Linked DNA regions of Rattus norvegicus: region 1 is linked to region 2. A link is a contact called in public Hi-C data. All regions are on one chromosome and are shown on one strand. Each heading gives the region's core, a stretch centred on a gene start, on an enhancer-like site or on the middle of the called end of the contact. The rest is flanking DNA. Distances are from core to core; before and after follow the strand shown.

Region 1 (6,335 bases), core at 1,193-3,692, 400 kb before region 2:
GAAGGGAAGATAACAGCCAAGAAAAAGTAAAGCAACATTTTTAATAAGCTTTATTTTCATGTCCTTTAAATGTGCAACACAATCTGAGGAGTATTTGGTATTACATGAAGTTAGAGAAGGTCTTAAATTACACTTAGTCGAGAAACCATTATGTGCCACAATTTTGTGCTCTCTTAACCAATGTTCCAGGTTGTTTTGATAGAACTTCTGGAATTATTTGCTAAGTGTGCTTTGTTTTTCTAATCAATAAGTAGACGATATACATATTAATGGTCTGTAACTGCTTTCATTTTTACTGAGTACTGGATCCAAAAGAATGAAAACATTACCTTTTAACATCAAACAGAACTCATTAATATTCAGTATACTGAAAATGTCCCTCAAACTCGCACTTCAAGAGGGATATTTATTTATGTATTCAAGTAAATGTAACGTTTCATATGTAAACATTCTTTTGTGCGCATAAACAAGGATTTGCATAGCTACAAATCTCACAGCAAGCCCTGGCTTGGAGGAGACAAACATGTCCCCCACCCCATAGAACAAACAGGTTTTATAAAATAAGTCAAAAATACAATTTTTAAGTTATAAATCAGAGAGAAAGAGAGTTGTTTCCCCCTCCGAAGAGCGAGTCGTTTTTTTTTTTTTCACAGTCCACGGTAAACAAAAATTAGGCGAGCGACAACCAACGTCGGTAATTTTTTTCGCAGAACTCAAAAAGTGATCATCTTTTGTTTTTCAGAATTGGAAAAGCGAACTAGAATGCTCCCCAGGATGCTAAATAATTGAGGACAGGGTGAAGGGAGTTGTTGGGAAAGAGGGAAAGAATCCTTAGACCTTACAGAGAAAAACCGAAATGGAGCTGCGCCGGACCGGCTGTAAGAAAACACCTTAAGACTGAATCTGGCAGGGGACAGCTGCTCAGGAAACAAGTTAAATCGACCAACCCCTTCTAGCGGGATGTGTCTTTATGGGAGTCAGCTTTGACTCCTAGGAGTGAGTAGTAGGGTGAATTACAGGGACTAGCACTCGGTGAGGCTGGCTGCGCGTCGGAAAGATCCTAAAAGGAGGTGAAGCGGTCCGAGGAGCTGCAGAGAAGCCCCACTCGCAGCAGGCTGTGCAGCTGCAGCGGCCTGGAGCAGGAAGGGGTGCAGGAACGGAATACTGGAGTGGTTACGAGGCCTATTAACCGTAGAAAGCCCGATGCTGAGCCAGAGGCCCGGGGTCATCAATGTAGGGTCGAGCAGTTAGGGTGCTCACCCAGAGCGAGGCTGTAGGGTCGGGTACTCTCTGAGGATACCCACTGACTCTGATTGCAATGCACTTGTCAGTTTCCTCTTGGCCCCGCCTCCGAGAAGTCTATCCAGCTCCCCAGTGTTTTACTAAGTCGTGACACCAACGCAAAATCCACGCTTAATTAAATTAATTAGGGATTCTTGTCAATCCTGGATTAATGGCCAAGAGCACCGGCGGCCGAGGCTATCAGAAAACCCGACCGCTGAGGACCTGCCTCCTCTCCCCGCCCCCTCTGGTCCCCTGCTTGCCCTCCCTCTCCTGCCGGGTGGACTCCAGCCTGGATCCTCCATCCTCAATATTCACATTCATATTCATATTCATTCTCTTCTCTTCTCCTCTTCTCTTCTCTTCTCTTCTCTCTCTCTCTCTCTCTCTCTCTCTCTCTCTCTCTCTCTCTCCTCTCTCTCTCTCTCTCACTCCCTCTCCTCCCCACCCCAGGTAGTGGCGCTCCTGCTACCCGTGAAGGGGTTCACTAGGAGTTGCGAGGGGAGGTAATTTACTCAGAACAAGAGGCCCGCCTTTAGGAAGTATAAATAGTGAGACTTCAAGAGCTGCGTCGCTATCAGATCTGAACTCTCCGCAGGAAGAATTGTCAAAGATCTTAACATTGAACACGCGCACTCCGGCAGGGAAGCATCAGTTCTCATTTCCCTCTGGCGGCCCCCGCCCCTTCCCTCCTCCCCCCCTCTCCCCCTTTACCCCCTCCCCCTCCTCCTCCTCCTCCTCCTCCTCCTCCTCCTCCTCCTCCTCCTCCTCCTCCTCCTCCACCTCTTACTTCTTTTTCTCCTTCTACTTCTCCTCTTCTTTCTTCTCCTCTTTTTCTTCTTCCTCCTCCTCCCTCTCCTCCCCCATCCCCCTGCCCCATTGATGTGTTATTATTGGGGGGGCTGGAGCAGTAAAAAAAGAAGGAGGAAAAAAAGAGCGGGGCTCGGCAGGGAGAGCTTGAGCGCGAGGCTGACCGGCAGCGGCAGCGGCCGCGATGGAAGAACTTACGGCGTTCGTCTCCAAGTCTTTTGACCAGAAAGTGAAGGAGAAGAAGGAGGCCATCACGTACCGGGAGGTGCTGGAGAGCGGGCCGCTGCGCGGGGCCAAAGAGCCCGGCTGCGTCGAGCCGGGCCGCGACGACCGCAGCAGCCCGGCAGTCCGGGCGGCCGGCGGAGGCGGCGGCGCGGGAGGAGGCGGAGGCGGAGGCGGAGGAGGCGGAGGAGGTGCTGGAGGAGGAGGAGCAGGCGGAGGAGCTGGAGGAGGGCGCTCTCCCGTCCGGGAGCTGGACATGGGAGCCGCGGAGCGGAGCAGGGAGCCCGGCAGCCCGCGGCTGACGGAGGGTAACGGCCTGCCCCCGGCCGCGGTTCCCCTTCCCGCCTTCCCCTGTCCTCGGGGCGGGAGAGGACCCGGGACCCGAGCGGGAGGAGGGCGGCATCGCAGAGGGCCCTGGACCCCAGCTTTGGGAGATACAGGGCTAGTAGAGGGGTAGGAGGCCGGACTGTACGGCCGTGGGTGGGGTCCTCGCGTGGGGGAGGGCGTGGGGTTGCGCGCACCCTTCTCTGCCGCTCCGGTTGCACCGAAATGCTTTTTTCGCGAGCGGGAGGATGGGGCCGCTCTGCGGGACGACGAAGTTTGTGTGGCCCGCTGCGAGAAGGGGTGCGGCAGGGGCTCAGTAGGAGGCCGGTTGTAAGGAGCCTGTAGCCCTGAGTTTGCCAGAACCCCTTTGCTAGGCCTAAAGGAGAGAAGGGGAAAGGAGGGGGGAGAAAGAGAAGAGCCACACTATGTTGCCCCTTCTTTAGAGCTGCCTTCAAAACCACTGTAACTCTGCAAAGCCCCTAAATCTCCGGATCTTGGGGACCAAACTTCACATTCTTATTGAACAGTTAAGGTGGAAGCCAGCCAAAGGTCCAGGCCAAGGTGATTCCCTCTCCGTGGAGACATTGAGGAGTGTACGGTGGGGGTGGGGGGTCGACGACGATGACGCTATATACACAATTTCTTTACTGTCTAGAATCGTGCAGTACTTTATAAGAGAGAGAGAGAGAGAGAGAGAGAGAGAGAGAGAGAGAGAGAGAGAGAGAGAGAGAGAGAGAGAGTTGGCGAGGTTGTCTTTGGAGCCAGCAGTGTTAGAAAATGGCTTTATCTAACCGGTGAAGCGTCCATCAACTCAAAGTTAAAAATTAATTTGGCACTCAGGACTGCAGTAACTGGTGTGCTGCCATATTTTTCCAATTAAGAAAATATGTGGCATGCGTAGAATCACAAATTTAAGCAAGCAATTAACTTGTTTATAACACGGTCTGTTCCTGTTTAGGCCATTAAGTGGAAAGTTGGGGGCGAAAGAGACATTATATTAAGTCTATTAATCAACTTGAAATTTGGACTTGTTTCCCTTTGAAGCCCCTAAACTTTGAGGGGAATCTACTCTGTGGGTGACAACAGACAAAGCCGTTTCACCGTCCCATCTGAAGAATATGTGTTCGTGTTTAAATTTTTACTACGACGTTAGCGAGAAGGTTTTCCTATTAAATTGACCCCTAATGTTTGCTGTGGCCTTATTTACTTCCTTCCTGGAAGTCCACAAAATGAACTCCGAGACACAGAAATGTAGGCAACAAATAAGGTTACTGTATAGAAGGCCAAGCTGAGGCGAGATGTGGCGGTTCGCCTTCACCCAGATCAGGGGCCGAGTCCCCCTTCATTTAGAGTGTTGTGTGGTAAAGGGATAAAGGGATAAACCCTTCTAGGTTCTCCGGGACTTGGGCAAGCCAGTTGCTGGGGTTGTTGATTTCCAAGCTCTGGGCAAGTGTTAATTTCTTTGTAGCTTTCAACTTAATTTTTTTAATTTTTGTGGCTCTTTCAACTTAATTTTTCCCCTCTGTGTTGATCCGGATCCTGGGTTGGGAGGAATTGAACACAGCCTCTACTATCTAAACTTAGCTTTGACAGTGGACTTCTATCTCCAAATCATGCAGAGGATGAAGGCTGGGTGGACCTTATATTGATATAGGCCTGACTTTGGCTGTCCTCATCGTTGCCCTTTGACATACATGTATATCATCCCTCGTGTGGCTCTATTTGCTCGCACTGCCAGAGCTCCTGTTTTTTTTTACGTGGAAGGAAAGGACAGCAAAGTAGCAACGGATGTGCGGGGGGAAAATGCATATTTTATTAAACATCCGAGCTGCTGGATGCATGAAAAGGTTTTGAACAGCCAATAGAAACCGAGGAATGTTCTGCTCGAACCTGTTGATCTCAGTGGGTTTAAACCTTTAGGGTCGAGCCTTGGTTTCCATCGGGGAGGGAGAAGGAGAGGACAGATGCAGCGGTGGGTTTTGCTGACCACCAGAGCCTGTCTGATTTGCTGCCTCTACCCTTCTGGCCCAGCGTGGGCGGCCAGTCATCCAGGCCGCCAACATGGCGTGGTTGTCTGTGCCAATTCGACCCGGGTCTGGCAGGGAGCAAAGGGATTGCCTAGTTGCTGATGGAACCATCCGTGGGGTTCTGGTCCGAGCCCTTGGGTGCCTGGGGATGTGGCTTTCGGCGGCGCAGCGCTGTACCAGAATCTCGCTTTCCAGCTGCGACCCTTCAGCGGGCCCAGTTGTTCCTAAATTAGACCAGCAAGTTTGCGGGAGGCAAAGGGCCAGAGACAGCAGAGGCTGGCGGGACAGCGGAACAGCCCTCTGGGGATAGCTGGCGTGCGAGGCCATCGCGTGGCCTTGCCGCGCCCTTTAACCGAGACCGCGCTCTGTGAGAGGCCCGCGCAGCGCTTTTGATTTCCGTGAGTGCGTGGGTCAGTGAGTGCCATAGGGTCAGGAATACATTTGGTGTTGAAGGGAAGAAGGGAAGGGTATAGGTAGTGAGAGGGTAAGCTAAGACCCCAGTTGAGTTGGGAAGCCGCGTGCCCACCTTGTCCCCAGGCAGCCATACAGACCAGACTTTGCGGGTCTCAGAGACCCTATCCTCTCTCCCGGTCTTCATAGGGATCCCCCGCCCCCAGGGGTTAGGAGTCTCTAGCCTTCTGGAAAAATATGGTAATGGAATTGTCTTGCTCTTTTCTTTTTTGTCCGTGTGTGTGTGTGTGTGTGTGTGTGTGTGTGTGTGTGTGTGTGTGTGTGTGTTGCGTGCGTGCGTGCTCCGACACACGTGTGGTCCTTCCGTGGTGCCCTCTTCAGTGTCCCCTGAACTGAAGGATCGCAAAGAGGATGCGAAAGGGATGGAGGACGAAGGCCAGACCAAAATCAAGCAGCGGCGAAGTCGGACCAATTTTACCCTGGAACAACTCAACGAGCTGGAGAGGCTTTTCGATGAGACCCACTATCCAGACGCTTTTATGCGCGAGGAACTGAGCCAGCGACTGGGGCTATCTGAGGCCCGAGTACAGGTACCCCCATTGCAAGGAGGTGGAGGCTGGGTCCGGAGAACCGGAGTGCTACACCTAATGTTTGTAGGCAGCTGCAGGTGTCTGGTGTGAGATGCGAAAGGGAGGGACATCTTTACTAAAGATCTTATTTTCTAAAATGGAGTTTGATCCCGTAGCCCCTTTCACCTCTAAGCCAACATATGTTCGCTGAAAAAGAAAGCCGCGCTGGGCTTGCTCCCAGAGTTTCTATTAACCACACCCCCTCGCCCCTCGCTGTCTTTAATGTGGTTTAATCCTAATGGGCCTACTTTTATAAGCCTTAAAAAAAAATGCCACAGAAAACGTTTTATCTCTGAAGCCTTAAAAGTTACAACGAGTATTATGCTCTCTGGAGTTGGGTTTCGTTGAGGGTCTAGGTTTGCCAAACGGATATACCAATTAGGTTTATAGATGTACAGACTATAAAGAAAATTAGCATCTGTTAAGTGCAAAAATTTACAGTGTTCTGCTAGGGGATCGGTCTCTAACTGAGCGAGAAACAGAGGGCACAGAATGTGTTTGCCCACCCTTTGTTCCTTAACCAAGGCAAAGAACCTGGACCCACGAAAGCTCTATTTTAAAATAACATACACATCTTATTATTGATGTTTGCAAAGCTTGGCCTTCAGAATATCACATGAAGTCAGAACTG
Region 2 (6,307 bases), core at 109-2,608:
TAAATAATTAATACATGAAAGTTTGTGAATATCAGTGAAATAGATTATATTAAATAGTATTAGCTTTTGCTATTCTTTTAAAAAGTGATGTTTTCATTATTAGCTTTTAATAGCTTCACCCGAACATTTGTACATGGATTGTCCAAGCCTTTGAAGATCACAGTGAGCCAGACAGACTTTAGAAAACTCAGAGTGTGAATGAGTACAAAGAGTAAACACTTGGGTGGAATTTACTTGGGCTATGAGGTCTACTTATCGAGCAACATCTATATGCGCGACACGGCCTATGACGTATAGAAAGAATAAAATGTAACCTCCATCTTTAGAGATCTTACAGGATGGTGCAGTAATTAAGATAAAGGAATTTCTTTAATGAGATGGGCGAGCTCATGGGCCCGTACACAGAGCTGAAAGAGCACACACTGAACTGGCAACTGGGGGCACGTCTGGTGATAGATATGGTTTCTGCGACAAGTTTTGAACTCCACCAAGAAGTTCAGTGAAGGGCTGGGAATGGATGAGAGGACGGGAGGTGCTTGCCACCGAGAAAGCATTAAATTTGAACTCTCAGAACTAGGAAAGTATAGCATATGTAGGGATCGCCAGTGCCCATGCTGAGGTCAGGTGAACTTGTGATGTTTGTTCTGTTCTTCTACCTTTATGTGGGCTCTAAGGATAGAGCTCCAGTCTCTGGGGTTTTGTGCTATAAGTGGCTCTGCCCATTGAGCCACCTTACCAATCTTCACCCTCACATTTCTGAGAGCTGTCTTGGCCATCACCTTGGAGTCAATATTTCTTTCCCTTTCCTGAGATGAGAGGTCATTTTTGTCTCCATATGCATATTAGGAAAGACTGTCTTGTTTTGGATGCAGCTTTGCTACCTGTGCAAGTCACAAGCCACGACCTGTATTGCACTGTGACCCCCGTGACCCTGGCTTCCTCAAGAGAAAGCCACATTTGTGTAACAGCTTTCTCAATGCTCCAAAGTTTTTGGATAACTGAAAACCAGTAATGCCATTTCCAGCGCGCTCTCTCTCTGTCTCTCTCTGTCTCTCTCTGTCTCTCTCTCTGTCTCTCTCTCTGTCTCTCTCTCTGTCTCTCTCTCTGTCTCTCTCTCTGTCTCTCTCTCTGTCTCTCTCTCTCTCTCTCTCTCTCTCTGCAGATGAAATGAAATGAAGCTATTAACGACAAGCGGGATGGGAAAGGCATCTGGCAGCTTTGCAAGGTACTGGCCGCCCTCCGCTCGTGAGCGAGACACCTTGCTTTCATTTTGTTCCGCTCTTCAAAGCAAACTGGCAATAGCATTAGCAGATCAAGCCCGAGGCCTTCCGGAGACTCTGTCCCGAAACTTGGTGTTTCCTTGCAGTTGGACTCATTTGTGCTAAGTGCCTTGATCTGTTCATATATCAGAAGAGGAATTTGGGGATTTGGATGACACTAACTCCCAGGCTGGGGGAGGTTTGTGGGGTTAGATTGTGCAAGAAGGAGAATCAGCCGTTTCTTAAGGCCCGCCTCCTCGCCTCCTCGCCTCCTCGCCTCCTCGCCTCCTCGCCTCCTCGCCTCCTCGCCTCCTCGCCTCCTCGCCTCCTCGCCTCCTCGCCTCCTCGCCTCCTCGCCTCCTCGCCTCCTCGCCTCGCCTCGTCGAAGCTGGAGGAGAGGTGAGGGAGCCAGGTCTCCTTAGGGAGAGGGTGCTTTGCATTCTCAAGGCAGACCTTTACCAGGGCACTTTGTCCTTTGGCCTGGGGGAAGATGAGTTTTCTAAATGACTTAACTAACTTCTTTTTTGGCATACTTTAGTCTTTGGTTCACTTCCAGGTACTAGAAAGAATGTAAATATGGAATGAATCAACTTTTTCCACATTTTTCTCTAGCAGTTCTTTTATGAAGACCAGATTTTCCATAGAGGAAATTAAAAAATACATAAAACTGAGAGGCCGTGGTGTTGTTGAGAACAGCCTCATTTTCCACGTCACTTTGTGACTGGCAGCGCACACTGTATTCCAATGGCATTAGTACAGAGTGCGGAGTTTGTTTCAATTAGCTTCCTTTTTGCTCAAGAAGAGGAATTACCATAAATCCCTGGAATGACAGTTGACTCACAGAGGGGCTGGTGTCATTGTGCTAGGAAAATTTTTAGAGCTTAAAAAAAAAAAAAGACTATACCTAGTTATAAAGATGATTACACTCTGATCTAATGCATTTGATATAGGCCTCTGGCCTAAATGAGGAACAAGAGAAGGACAATGACATAATTCATTCCAAACGACAGATAACTTCTCCTTTCATAGTAAATGCGGGCAGAACAATTTTTTTCCATTTTAGAGCATTTCTCTGCATAAAACACAAGAATTTTCATAAGCATCCCATTGGGATTTTCCCCCCATTTGGATTCTATTCTTTCAGATGATTTGAACTATTCTAGAGCATCAGTAAACATCTGAAAATTCGATATTTGGTAAAGACAATTGGTAAAAACAGCTTTAAAAAAAGAAAATAAAAAAAAGAAAGAAAAAGAAAAACCAGAGCCGGAATGTTACGCAAAGTGGTATCTGGATTGCTATCTAAATGAAAACAGACACTCGGAGACACTGTAAGTACAAGTCCAGACCGTCACCCCTCAGAGCTCTTCTGCTGTGCGTCTTCAGATGGCTCGGCGAGCTACAGCTCTTGTGAAGTGCAGTCTGTTTGGTATGCTGAAGGCAAGTTCAAGTTGCTTGCCTTTCTGCTGTGACACTACAAGTCTAACCTTTATTGTCGGGGTCTCCGCTGAATTTTCTAAAGGCAGATGACTGGGAATGCATGGAAATAGCACGCGTTTCTCCAGCTTCCTTTATTTTTCCCTCAGGAGAAGCAGCTGTCAGGTCAGCCCCCCATTGCCGAGCTTGAAGCCATCAAGAGCAGGGATATATTTGCTTCATTCTAAGGGCAGGTTTTCTGCCGACTCGGAAGATCACATAAATACCTTCAGGCCAGCGTGTCTAAGTCATCAGTGAGTGACCTCTTGACAAGCTGAAACCACAAAATGGGACTTATGGAGGCTGTGAAGCGAGCTGCCCAGCTCCAGGTTCAGCTAAAGCAATCAACAGGCAGGGAAAAGCACATTCACGTTCACATGTTTTTCTATATGGTTGGAAACTAATTCCAGAGAGTAATAGTAGCATAAAAATGCATCCATATAACTTTTATAACCCGGTTACTTCAAGTGCTTTGCAAATAAAATCCCGAATCTGATAGAATTGGTTTCATAGCCTGAGTTCCTATTAATTATAGTTAGATGGTATTGGAAAGAAGAGCTTGGAGCTCACTGGGTAGGCGAGGCTGGCTAACCAGGGAGCCCTGGAGATCCATTTGTCTCCTCTCTCCAGTGTTGGAATTGCATATGATCTTCATACCTAGGTTTTTGCATGAACGCTAGGGTCAGATCAGGTCCTGATGCCTTTGGAACAAGCACTTCACTGATTGGGCTGTCTCCAGAGTCCCGTTTGTGGTTTGCAAGAGTGTTGATCCTCTCCTGGTTTCCTCTCGATTACAAACTCTTACCTTCACTTATCGTTGGGCCGTCCACTTTGCATGTACTTCTTGAAAGCATCCGATGGAGTTGGTCTTCATATTATTGCCCTCCCGATGAAGCCAAAGCTGGTGGGGTACAGTATCTTGCCAAAAGTCAAGCTAATAGCTCAGGACAGTTTGTGTTGTCTTCCAGAAAGTTACGTGTTGGGAAATAAATGCACAAATTCATACAGAAATGGTTTTTGGAGATGGGGTTTTTGTAAATTGTAATTGGGATTAGATGAAGTCATGAGAGTGGAACCCCCCAACATAGAATTGACTTTATAGGAAGAGGCAATGAATGTATAAAATCCATGGTAAAGCTCATTGAGGCATATAGACTCTGGGTCTGGCTAATTTCACTGTGGGATGGTCTTGAGTTTTTTGTTTGTTTGTTTGTTTTGTTTTGTTTTTTAAGTTCTCCATAAAAAAGTTAATTATAAAATTAACTTTTATAGAAAAGAGAAAGAGACCTGAGTCAGCAGGCTTTTCTCTCTCTCTTGTGTCAGAATGTAGCACAAGGCCTTCCTTGGAGGCTAGACAGATGCTGGGACAAACACATGGGCTTTTAATGTCTAAATTTCTTTTTGACTATTTTTTTCTTTTCCTTTTTTTTAATTGGATATTTTTATTCACATTTCAAATGTTATCCCCTTTCCCAGTTTCCCATTTATAGACCCCATATCCTATTTCCCCTCCCCCTTTTTGTATGAGGGTGTTCCCCTACTAATACACCCACCCCTTCTGGCCTACCCCCAATATTCCCCTACACCAGGGGGGTGGGGTCAAGTCCTAGCAGGACCAAGGGCTTCTCCCATTGGTGCCCAACAAGGCCATCCTCTGCTACAAATGCAGCTGGAGCCATGGGTCAGACCATGTATAATCTTTGGGTAGTGGTTTAGCCCCTGGGAGCTCTGGTTGATTGCTATTGTTATTCTTATGGGATTGCAAACCCCTTCAGCTTCTTGAATCCTTTCTCTAACTCCTCCAATGGGGATTCCTTTCTCAGTTCAATGGTTGGCTGAGCATTCACCTCTGTATTTGTCAGGCTCTGCCTGAGCCTCTCAGGAGACAGCTATATCAGGCTTCTGTCAGCATGCACTTCTTGGCATCAGCAATATTGTCTGGGTTTGATGGCTGTATGTACATGGGCTGGATCCCCAGGTGGGGCAGTCTCTGGATGGCCTTTCCTTTAGTCTCTGCTCCAAACTTTGTCTCTCTGTTTCCTCCTGTGAATATTTTTGTTCCCCCTTCTAAGAAGAACTGAAGCATCCGCACTTTGGTCACCCTTCTTCTTGAGTTTCATGTGGTCTGTGGATTATATCTTGGGTAATCTGGGCTTTTAGGCTAATATCCACTTATCAGTGAGTGCATACCATGTGTGGGTCTTTTTTGTGATTGGGTTACCTCCCTCAGGATGATATTTTCTAGTTCTATCCATTTGCATATGAATTTCATGAAGTCATTGTTCTTAATAGCTGAGTAGTACTCCATTGTGTAAATATACACATTTTCTGTATCCATTCCTCTGTTGAAGGACATCTGAGTTCTTTCCAGCTTCTGGCTATTATAAATAAGGCTGCTATAAACATAGTGGAGCATGTGTCCTTGTTTTATGCTGGAGCATCTTTTAGGTATATACCCAGGAGTGGTATAGCTGAGCCACACAAATATAATTCCACCTCTAACAACAAAAATAACAGAAAACAACAATCATTGGTCCCTAATATCTCTCAACATCAATGGATATTTTTTAAATTTACATCTCCAATAGTATCCCCTTTCCTGGTTTCCCCTCCAGAAACCTGCTATATCATCACCCCTCCCTCTGCTTCTATGAGGGTGCTCCTCCACCTACCTACTCCCTCCCACCTCCCTGCCCTGAAATTACCCTACAATAGGGCATTGAGCCTTGACAGGACCAAGGGCCTCTCCTCCCATTGATGCCTGACAAGGCCTTTCTCTGCTACATACGCAGCTGGAGCCATAGATCCATCCCTGTGTACTCTTGGGATGGTGGTTTCATGGGAGCTCTGGGGGTGGGGGGGGTCCGGTTGGTTGATATTGATGTTCTTGATATAGGGTTGCAAACCTTTTCAGCTCCTTCAGTCCTTTCTCTAACTCTTCCATTGAGGACCCCGTTCTCAGTCCAATAGTTGGCTGTGAGCATCTGCCCAGGAGCCAAACATCTATTTCCTTGCAAATTATCCAGTCTGGGTAATTTAGTTTGAACAACAGGAAGTGAACTAAGACATAGGAAATAGCGTATCTGTGTGGCCACAGAGTCTATGTTCTTCACTGACTATAGCATATAGGGTCTGTGAGCTGCCAGGAGCTCTACTAATTGTACCTTTCTATCAAAGGTCTGACAGACCGTGAAACTGCATTTGTTAGGTAGTACCTCATCCTTTAAAGTTTGGAGCCTTTACTCATTTACTCAAAAGACAGTTAATAAAAGCTTCTGTGGGTTGAATATCCTGCGAGGTGTTAGGGATTTAGTTGTGACAGACTGAGTCTTTCCCCTACCTTTCCTGTCAGGCCCTTACCTTCTGTGTTTGGGGTTGAGAGCCCAGAGGACAGGGCTTTAGCCCTGACCAGGAGACTCCAAGCCAAGGTCACAGAGGAGCTGATGACTGAATCGGAGTTTTCAGGACACCTGGGACTCTACCACAAATTCAAGGTAGAGAAATGCATTTCAGCTGATAGAGGACTCAAAACCACCTACTCATTGGCATCTTGACCTTAACCCAGAGATACT

What was found. A called contact is a pair of places that touch in the nucleus more often than the background predicts.
Region 1: a Hi-C map of the Rat2 cell line shows a contact between it and region 2, with 5 times the contacts expected there. The contact joins the promoter of Rsrc1 here to the enhancer-like site in region 2. A contact is called at or near these places in 2 of 12 Hi-C or Micro-C datasets (the Rat2 cell line and hepatocytes).

Annotation. Positions count from the first base shown.
Region 1 is chr2:153,532,946-153,539,280 of GRCr8, reverse strand. Rsrc1 (arginine and serine rich coiled-coil 1) reads right to left here and starts at 2,442. Exons shown (of 10, transcript NM_001014172.2): 1 at 2,290-2,442. Shox2 (SHOX homeobox 2) reads left to right here and starts at 2,120. Exons shown (of 5, transcript NM_013028.2): 1 at 2,120-2,621; 2 at 5,457-5,665. The coding sequence starts at 2,276.
Region 2 is chr2:153,131,297-153,137,603 of GRCr8, reverse strand. No RefSeq gene overlaps it. Among named protein-coding and RNA genes, the nearest start is that of Veph1, 290 kb to the right of the region's middle. Within about 2 kb of position 1,358, at least 2 of the 93 cell types and tissues checked have an H3K27ac peak or open chromatin away from gene starts, as enhancers often do.